2 separate regions of the Mus musculus genome follow, and region 1 is linked to region 2. Evidence: chromatin contacts called from public Hi-C data. All regions are on one chromosome and are shown on one strand. Each heading gives the region's core, a stretch centred on a gene start, on an enhancer-like site or on the middle of the called end of the contact. The rest is flanking DNA. Distances are from core to core; before and after follow the strand shown.

Region 1 (5,463 bases), core at 1,282-3,781, 130 kb before region 2:
CCTTCCAAATGTTAAATGCAAACCAAAACAGACAAACACATACAAACAAAATCACTGCCTGCTGCACCTCAAGATCTTTCCTGTGGGTGTTAAAAAGTGTGAATTTGAAATATAAATCCTCAATGTGTAACTGGGATTGGAAAATTAATGAAAACACCAGCATGTGCACTATGTGTGTATCCAACACTGAGCAAGCACATGACCTTGATTTAGCAGTCAAAGTACGGCTGGGGTTCCATTTGCCTGTTTGCCCCACCCTCAGAAATGACAAGCCACGCCTGCTTTCCTGCAAGGGGAGCTGAGCTTGAGCTCACAAAGCTGCAGGTTCTAACATTAAGCTAATGCAGAGAGCTCACTCTTTTCATTTTAAGCCAGGTTCTCTTGTACCAGTTGCCAATGTGGCCATTTTGAAAGCAGTTCCAAGGAAATTACTATACCCTGTGGCAGCTCAAGTAGGGTCTGCCACTACATAAATAAGTCTGTGGAAATGACAATAACAAGGAAAGACACACAGAGAAGAAGAGGATAGAAGGACTTAGGAGATGAATGACCGATGCAACAGGAAATGGAGATGATGAGACTTCCTGACAGTGAACTTGTTTTTCCTAGAGTTACCATAGCAGGATTGTGATAGACAATATGTCTAGACTTAACCCTTTAATCTCTACATGTCTTCATTGTGGCTAGCTGCCACTTCTTGATATCCTTGGTACAAGGAGTCCTGATCACAGGGAGGCTCAGTATCATAATCCCAAGAACCAGAGAATTGCCATCTGGAAGAGTAACCAACTTTAACCTTGAAGGCAACTGAAAATAACCTTTCTCCACTGATCCCTGTGTTGACATGGAAAAAGAGGTTATTTAGAGCATATTTCAAAACTATCAGGGTCTTGGGAGATATCCATCTCAGAAGAGAGTGGCACTTAACCAACAAAGCTTTGATATCTACAGAACGCATCTCCCCCCATCTGCTGAGTGCTAAGTTTCCAGTTCCTTGCACGATGGGGAAGCATAAATAGGGCCAAGAAGGTAACAAGCCTCATCGCAGGATGCTCAGAAACAGAAAGTGGAAAGGCCACGTCTGTAATAAATCAATTAGTCCATAATTCAACAAGAAAAATGCAGTTTAATGTACCAATGGTTCTTATTACTGGCTCTGGAGCCATAAAAAGGCACCAGTGAGAAACAGAGGAGGTGCAATTAATCCCATTGTCTTCCTCTGAACACTCTCATCCCTGTAAAAGTTTGTGTGAGACCTTTCACATAGACTACATTTTCTGCCTATGCCCTATTTCCCAGTAAATCTGCGAAACTCCATCAATTAACAATAACAAAATGGAAATCTAATTCTCCAAAAGGCCACATAAAAAGTCAATGAAAACTCGCAGTGTCTCAACTCCAAGCTCTATTTTATGCTTCTCTAGCTTTCAGGTTGTGATTCTTCACCAGAACCCATGTCTCATCAAGGTGACTCTTCAGGCAAGAGTTTTCTGCTGTAATAATAAATAGGGGTGACATCTCACATCTATTTAACAGCACATGAGATAGACACTAGCACGCTGCTTCTTATAAATGGAGCATGGCTGGGCTCAGCTCAGCGGAATGTGGAAGCAGCCAGAATAGAGGACAGGAATAGGATCTCTGCTTCTGTATTCCACCCACCCCCCCACCCCACCTCTATGCCCAGACCTCTCCTTGGCATGCCAGCGTTCCATTCAAGGGTAGATGGCATTTTCTAGGATACTGATTCTTAGGTCTGAAAGGCCTTTGCTGTTTTGCTAGGCATTGGCATACTGGGGGAAATAAGATACTACCCCGAATTCACTCCTCTGCCACTGGACCCAGCAAAAATAGGAAGAAATTACTAGCAAGCACTATTTTCGCCTAAGCCCTTCTCCAGAATACTAAGAACCTTATTATCAAAGCTCTAAGATCTAAAAGCATAACCTAATTGCAACCAGTCTGGAAAGAACATGAAAAAAAGTCACAAGTGCTGTTCAGCATGCCATGGTGATTAATAGTCAGATATGTGCTGGGAAAGAGCCACTCCAACAATTTAGAAAATCCAGCCTTTGACTTCCAATGGAAAAACTTCTGGGGCTAGGCAACATCTGCTATCCCACCTACACACCCACCCACTCACCCACCGAGAAGGTTATGCATATGGGGTAGGTGATCCCTGTTACCCCACCCCCCAGGATGGTGTGTGTGCTGTGGTCCCCAAGTGAGGAGTACCGACTGTAAACTTCTTTAGCCTTTCTATTCCTAAACAGTAGGAGTCCATCCACTAGTTCATTACACTGAGGTTTTTATTTTTCAGAAAATGACTCTACTGCTTAAATCAAATGCTGCAAGGCACTGTGGGATAGTGGTTGTTTAACATTTCAAAAATAGCCCCTAAAGATAGTCCCCATGACATTAGATAACTTGCTACAGATGTCTGCAAAGGGTGGGAAGCAGCTTTGGCCCCACAGTGACATCTGATCAAAGCCCCAGTTCCCTTTCCTTCCAGTCACTTAATTTCCCTCTAGAAAGCCTGAGCTGACATACCAGAAGAGAAGAAAGCGCCTTTGTGGGTGGGGTATCAGTGCTGTTACCATTGCTCTGTTGGGAGACACAGCATCACATCACAGGAGAATGTAAAAAGGAGAGCTGATGGGCAAGGAGGGGCAGAGCGACAGACTGACAGCCACAGAGACACTGGGAGAGGTGACATATGATGACACTTCCTCTTTCTGCAGCCTGTAGCTCCCTTCTAGGAAGGAAGCCAACATAAATTCTTGCACTCAGCGGTGCCCAGATAGACCGGAAAGAAAACAAAAAGGCGAGATTAATCTAAGCATCACAGGTGCCCCTAAGCCACTCTGCTAATACTGCCTTCCAGGGAAGCCTTGATTGGAGGAGGGTTTTGCCAGGAGCTGAGCTACCAACTGCAGACTTCCCTTCTCAGCCCCACACTGCATTTTATTTCTATCAAGCCGTGCTTCTGATTGCCTCACTCTGGAGGGCTGGCAGTGGTACATTAACCTGCTGGACCACAGGGAGAGTCGACGGCTGCCAACGTGGCTATCAAAGGGCCTCTTCTGTACTCGCACTCTCCTGGAGATGCCAACAAAAAGCAGCCACAGAAAACCTCACCTCATGGGGGCATCTTCTTGCCTCATAATTAACCTTCACATTGGTGAGCCCGCTCTATGTAGAAACTGCTCTGCACCCACATTCTAGAACTTTCTTCACGATTGAAAATCAAACTTGGAGCCTGATTCACAGGGAACTCACTTTGATCCTCTCTCCTTGGGTGGTACATGCTCAGCCATTGTCTGTGAACTCTTCTGAAAGCTCTCTGTTTCTTCTATCTCTTTAATTTTTGTGTCCCCTCTTCCTTTCTCGTGGCTGTGACTGTGTCACAACAGGTTTAAGGGAGTCCACTGGGCTTAAACGTATTTAGAAATAATTCTGTCGATTCCATAGTCGTTCTGAATAAACAGATTCTTGCCACACACATGTTATTTGACTCCTGGGAATACAGAGGAAGAGAAGACTGTCCTTAGTGGCTCTCACTAATCCCCGGTCCTTGTGGAACTGGAAAGATTTGACGTTCAATGATCTCATCCTACAATACAGCCTGCCTGTGTAGATATTGTATCATGCTGTCCCATTTTACCTATAATGTGGCCCATTTTAAATAGGCTTTAACTCAAACATTAAGTTTCTCCAGGGCCCAAGCTAACAAAGATCCTCCTTAAAACAGTGGTTCTCTACTTGCGGATCACAACCCCTCTGGCAAATCCTATCTCCAAAGATACTAGCACTATGTTTCATAACAGTAGCAAAGTTATTGCTATGGCATAGCAACAAAAGTAATTTTATAGTTGGGGGTCCCCACAACATCAGAAACTGTAGGAAGGGGTTGCAGCATTGGGAAGGGTAAGGACCACTCTCCTATAATGTTATCTCATACAAATGCATCTTTGGGAAGTTCAAAATATGCAGCCCACTCAGCTTATCCTGCTGATCTCATCCAAGCACTGTAAGAAGCCCCACTTCTTAACTCTATTACTTTTTACTAATGCAGTAAGCAACATAGCTACATAGCTGGTAAGCACTGACCTACCGCTCAAGATACAGTACATAGACTACAGGTTGTTCCGCTTATCACACAAGCCCTGGCCCACAACAATAGGCACTGCAACAAACAGATGATGAGGTAGGACATTGAGCTTGAGATCTAGAGCTTGGCACTTAAAAACGTCTGATCCCTTGAGGCTGGGCCCTCGCAGCCAAAGCGTTGGTGATCCTTGTGTTCTACTTCTATAATGGGATTAAACTCCCCATCTATATATAACCTCAAAGTTTGAAAGAGGGGCTCTCTATGAAAAATGCATTAGATAATAATTTCAACTAACAAGACGACTATTTCCAAGAAGCAGATTTCGTTTTCTTTTTGAGTTATGGTTTCTAAAATTCATTTGAATGACATTCAAAACTGTCAGTCTCCTGTCTCCACTCTGTAGGTGCTGGGTCACAGGTGTGTGTCACCATGTCCAGCTAGCAGGTAAGATAAACTGGTCCCCTTTTCTGTGCTGTTCTCCCACTGTTAATATCTTGTGTCTGTGATATTTAGGGTTAATTGCTAACTGGACAGAGTCTAGAATCACCTGGGAAGAGGGCCTCTGGGCATGCTTGTAGAAAATTATCTTGATTATGTTAATTGACAGGGTAAACCCATATTAATTATAGGCAGGGTCATTCTCTGGGCAGGAAATTCTGGTCTGTATAAAATGGAGAAAGGTAGATGAGCCTCCATTCATTTTCTCTTTGTTTGCTGAGTATGGGTGTGAGGGAGACAATTTCTTCAAGCTCCTTTTGCCTGGATTTCCCCATCGCCACGGACTGTACCTTGAACCAAAAGTTCAAACAAACCCATTTTCCCTGAAATTGCTTTTGCCAGGGTATTTTCCTAAAGAATCAAGAAAGGAAAACAGGACATAACCCTTATGTCTTTCATCACTGCCCTGTTTCTCTAAAGACTCTGGTGCTTCATATAAGACTTGTTTATGTATCTCCATGGCAGTGTGCATAGCAGCCATAAGCAAGGAACTACAGCCACATGCAGCAAGGAACTAGGAAGTCCTTTACAAAACATATTCCTTGTTATTTTCTGAGATTATAATAGAAGTATATCATTTACCCTCCAAACTTCCCATGTACTCTACTCTCAAATCCACGACCTCTTTTTTCATTAACAGTTTATATGTATGTTTCTAAATACTTAAGTACATCCTGAACAGCCTATATAAACATACTTGTACGTATGTTCTCAGGGCTGACCATTTTGTATTGGATACCCAAATGTATTGGTGGCCTCTTCCCTGGAGAAGAACATTTTGCCTTTCTCAGCAGTCTTTAGTTATCTGTAGTTCTTTGTGTCGGGTTGAATCATCCAAGCATTTTTGTCACATC
Region 2 (5,170 bases), core at 52-2,551:
CTTTGTTTATGCGAGGGTAGGTTGACCATCTGTTAGTCATTTCAGAAAAAGCCCTTTCTCTGACACACATACGCAGAGACAGAACACTCTTATATTTTCTGTGTGTCCAAGACCAGAAACGTTTGAGTTCAGTAACAACCACACAAAGATGAATCACGTCATGTCTTATGAAAGGAATGTCAGGCAAGAAATGTCAGTGCAGCCTAATGGTAAGGGGATAGAATGGTGACCACACACCTACAGCCCCAGTGGAGGAGACCCAATGGCATAAAGAAGAAGCCAGCCTGGAAGGAGCACCTCCCAATTGACCAGAAAAATCAGCTTTCAGACCTCCCTGGGCAAAGTGCCAGGGTGGCAACACCAGAGGAGATGCTTCTCTGGGCATTTCATTCCATTGTCAGCTGTCATATCAGTGCTGGACAATGTCACTCCAAACAGGAAAGCTGTGGGGTCCAAGAAATGCCAAGAAAATGGCATCGGGTGGGCAAGGCAAGCGCCAGCCTCCCCTGCTAATGAATGCAGCAGATGTGGCATTTCTGACAATATTGCTTCTGCCTCACTTGCCATTTAATGTTAAGAGGCTTCTAGAGTCTACTGCATTTAAAGAGTAATGACTGTTTTCAGGGTAAATGCTCTGTTAAATAACCCTGGATTATTGTGTCGTGTTATTACATTTATAAAATGGCATTTCAAAAAATAATAATTGTTTTAGAGTTAATTGATGTTTTTAACCATCACTGTGTGGAGAATTTTTATTCAGCAGACAGGGAGTGAGCAAGGGAGGAAGAGATTTCCATTGGGAGAGTCACACTGAAAATAGAAAGCCTGCCTGCCCCTGAAATACCGGGACCTAAGCCCCTCCTCCTCTGGCTGCCTTCAATGAGCTCCTTTCACTGCAATTAAAGCAACCAAGACAAAGGTAAGTCTCAGCCTCCTCACATGGAGTCCACAAGCTATGGAACTGGCAGTGGTTCTAAGGGGTCAGTAGGAGCCTTGGCACTCCTTCCCTGGCAGTTATTGCCCCATGTGAACAGTCGTGGCCCCTGAACAGCCCGAAGCAATGGCAGGACCCACTGCTCTGAAAAAGCAGTGACTTTTCAGATGTGAAGTTAATTACACGGCCCAGAGTCTCAAATCTACACTGCCAGCACTAGAGCTGAAATGCAGGGCTATTAAAAAAAAATAAAACTCAGAAATTCCAAAATCTGCATATCAGGATGGGTGGAAAGGGTGCACGCCTATGCTGGAACCACATCTCTAGTGTGGGAGCAATGACATCACTTTCTTCTTCTCAATCAGACTCTTGGTCATTCTCTGGCTGCATATCCTCAGGGAAGTACCTCCCACTGAGTAAGACATTATTTGTGATCACATGGCTTCCTGTTGCCAGCCTGTCTGTGAAGCAAGGGCCAGGTGCTATTTTGGCAATAGGTTTAAGTAGAAATACCCACACACCAAAGAGGCAAGGCTTATTTTCATTGTGGTGGAGCTCACTAGAACCCAAGTGTTACATTTACAACTGACTTGTTCTATGTAGTCTATCTCCTAGAATTGCCACACACACACACCCCATGTCTGCTGCAGCTTCCAGGCACCAACCACCCAACAGCAGTAAGTGGACAAAGATCAGAGACAAATGGAATGAGGGCATCTTGACCTCTAATAGCAGAAAAGATGATGGAGAATGCCTACAGGGTAAAGCTAGAAATATGTGTCTTAGAGCTTAGCTGATATTAGCTATTTCATACCGTAGCTATTCAGTGCTTTCTCCCCTTGGCCCTCTACGGGCCTTACTGGACTGTCTGTCTACTCATATAACATTTCCATTCCCGTTCACCACTCCTTGCTCAATCACCACCATGGCCTATTGGAAAATTACAGGATCATTCTGACTTCTTGCACACCTGGAAATCAGTCATTTCAGCAACAAATACGTATCCCAGTTTTTTAGTGAGTCACCAGTTCTGTCAGAGTGACCTTGCAAATGAACACTGAGAGATGTCGACAGAGCCAGGCAGAGCACGTTGGAATCCCTTACCTCCCAATGATACCAAACCTGGCAGAATGCCTTGTCCCTTCACATATTCCTCAAGATGCCCCCAAGGAGAGTTTTCATGGCTAATTCTGTTACTCTCCTTGGGGGGGGAAATGAATTAATATGTTGGGCAAAAATGTCAAACACAAATACCAAAGGACATACTTGGTGCAGAAGACAGGTATCAAAAAGACACTACTCACGAAATTGTGTGAGGAGTCTCAGCATCACTTGCAGAAGAGCATGCTGGGTTCTTTGCCTTGGTTTTCATACAGTGGCCTCTTTAGCCATGACACTACTATATATCATACTGATAATAGTATAATATGGCTCAATGAATGATTGGAGAAAGCCCCCTTCTTTCTGAATAGCTAAACATGGCCAAACGTGCGCCACTTAACTCCAACTAATTAAAATACTTAAAAGTATATAGACTTCTTGAGCAAGGAACTGTTAAGAGTGGGGATGCCTGACCCTTACCCAGGACCACACAGCATGGTATAGAAATGAAAGCATCTGGGGACAGTGCCTTTGTTCCTCTTTTGGGAATAGTAAATGGAGGGGTGGGCCTTAATCACCTTAAAAGATCGTAACTAGTTGAGACATTGGTTCGATCTTGGGTCATCTCAACACATGAAATCACCAGGAATCTGTTCACAGCCAAGGCTAACACTGGGTCTTCTTTTTCATATATAAGAAATAAAGGTCTCCAAAAATCCAATAAGGAAACAACAGGAAGACAAATAAACAGCTAAGACTGCAGGGCTCTCAGATCTCATATTAAAATTCTGACCTTATCTTTCATGAAACTAGAAATCATGATGGTAAAATATCATAAGAAAAATATTTATATAGCATATTATGCTATAAACTCAGTAGGTGACCAAGATAGTTTTAGATGAAAATGAAAATCTTCTATTTGAGCAAGTATTCATAACTCACTAGAATGGAATGAATTCCTTCCTACATTTTGGTTTTAAGCACAAAGAAGTATAATATGTAATTAACTTCATCATAATCATCATGGTTATCAAAACTTGTATTTTTGTGAAAATGTTGATAAGAGAACTTAAATAATTTTGGAAAACTGTACTGTATATGCATCTTTTAAAAGTTGTATTACATTTATTTATTTTATGTGCATGGTACACATGTCATGGTGTGCATATGGAGAACAATTCCTAGGGCTTCCAGCATGTGAGTCTCGGGGATTGAACTGAGTTCATTACTGCTTGGGGCAACTAACCATTTAGACGTCTTGTTGGCCCCTTTATGCACCCATGAAGAAACTGATTAAACTGAACTAGGAAAACATCATTTCCAAGACAATGGGTTGGCTGGTTTAATATCTTCTGGTAATGCCAAAGCAGGACATGCATTCTTTGTAAACCTTTGAATTTAAAGGTCATGGTCTGGATCACTCCAAAGCCAGCAAAGGCATTAATTTCTCATTATTACTTCCTTCTCCCCTCCCTTGTCTTTTATTAAGATGATTTTCATTGTGCTCCTTTTCTAAAGAAGAGGGTCTGATTGAATATTCCTATAGATAGGTGCCCAGTGTTATCATGTACACTGCCAACTGATCAGAAGGAGAAACTTTGACATGAAACAATATCCAGGCATGATGGAATGAGCCCTCTGACTGCTTCAAAACAACTTTTTCTCATCCATTGCCATGTTTTTCAGGCTTTAGCCCTACCTGCTGTTTGGAAGAGCATCCTAACTGGGGGGCTCTGGCTGTCTTATTTCTGATTCTCAGCTCTGTCAGTTCACATCATTGTATCTTGTACAGAGTGCTAGCCAGCATAATGATCTGTTGATGTGTCATGGCTTTGCTTAGAACCTTTCAGTGGCTGCCCACAGGCCACAAATCCAGGCCACATCTTCCACAGGGCCTTCTGAAACAAAAGCACATTAGCAGACGGCTTTCACCTGATACCAAATATATGGCAGAGTCAATTCAGAGGAAATTTTATAATCTTAAATGACACTTAGACAAATCTTTTAAGAGAGGTCTTGACACAGAGTTTCCTGAAGATAAATTTTAGAGCAGTAATCCGCAAACTTACCCATCACCATAGGCTCCTTCCTCCCTTGCTTTTCTTTTATTGTTTAAAAGTAAAACATAAACAAATCACAGATTGTCATAATGGCATTGACTGAAATTGACACATGGCAACATTAGGAGATCTTAAGCATTTGCATTAGCAAAAGTAACTTAAAATCAATAATTTGGAGAGAGATTATTCAGGAAACCTTAATGACTTATTATAGTAAAACACTTATGAGAACGTACCCATTAATGGGGGACAATTACTGGAAAGCTAAACTTATTACTCAGGAAATCAATTAACTAGTATTTAATTACTCAAAATTATGATCCTTTCGTAAATATTGGTACACTTTGCTTACAAATATCACTTCTGATTAGGATTCCTCAGATGGGAAGTGACTATATCTACTTCATACTCCTCCTGTGTTCTCTCTCTCTCTCTCTCTCTCTCTATATATATATATATATATATATATATACATATATATATATGTGTGTGTGTGTGTGTGTGTGTGTGTATGTGTGTGTGTGTATGTATATATATGTATATATACACACACACAAAATACTTTTTTAGTTTTAAAGATTTTCATATAAGATATTAGTTGTCATTACAGAATTTTCAAACAAATTATGTTTTATTACATTCTGCTTCCAGATCATACACCACCACACCCGCCCCACTGTCCTGATTCGCCTGTCAGCCCTTCTCTGTGAATTCTTATTGTATAAAGGAGGGGACATTAGGGCACAGCATATGAAGTGGTCTGGCCTTGTCTGGTCTTCCTTTACCAAGAGGACTGTCAGTTTCAGTGTTGGATTATGGACCACCCAAGGCTGCACAACTCAGCACCACCCTCTGACTATGATAAAGAACTTCCTAGCTTCTACGGCAGCCTTTTTCTGCCAATGTTTACTCTTGAAATAACCTACAACTCAACAACAAGGAGCAGGGAGCATGGGCCCACTTGCTTCCCCCCCCCCCTTTTTTTTTCAGAGCTAGTAAATAGCAGCACAGCAGTGGCTCCCTTAGAAAGTCACAAGTCATTTGCTAAACTTGGGAGAGAAGGTGAGGCACCTTG

What was found. Hi-C and Micro-C count contacts between places; a contact is called where the count stands out from the background.
Region 1: a contact with region 2 is called in a Hi-C map of the N1E-115 cell line, with 2.2 times the contacts expected there. The contact joins two enhancer-like sites. A contact is called at or near these places in 1 of 484 Hi-C or Micro-C datasets (the N1E-115 cell line) and 1 of 115 datasets of contacts at active chromatin or transcription factors (embryonic basal ganglia).

Annotation. Positions count from the first base shown.
Region 1 is chr9:28,566,644-28,572,106 of GRCm38.p6, reverse strand. The region is part of intron 2 of Opcml (opioid binding protein/cell adhesion molecule-like); the gene reads right to left. Among named protein-coding and RNA genes, the nearest start is that of Gm39313, 170 kb to the right of the region's middle. Within about 2 kb of position 2,531, at least 44 of the 459 cell types and tissues checked have an H3K27ac peak or open chromatin away from gene starts, as enhancers often do. A contact at or near this core is called in the N1E-115 cell line, where this site is marked.
Region 2 is chr9:28,435,787-28,440,956 of GRCm38.p6, reverse strand. All of the region lies in intron 2 of Opcml (opioid binding protein/cell adhesion molecule-like), which reads right to left. Among named protein-coding and RNA genes, the nearest start is that of Gm39313, 42 kb to the right of the region's middle. Within about 2 kb of position 1,301, at least 26 of the 459 cell types and tissues checked have an H3K27ac peak or open chromatin away from gene starts, as enhancers often do. A contact at or near this core is called in the N1E-115 cell line, where this site is marked.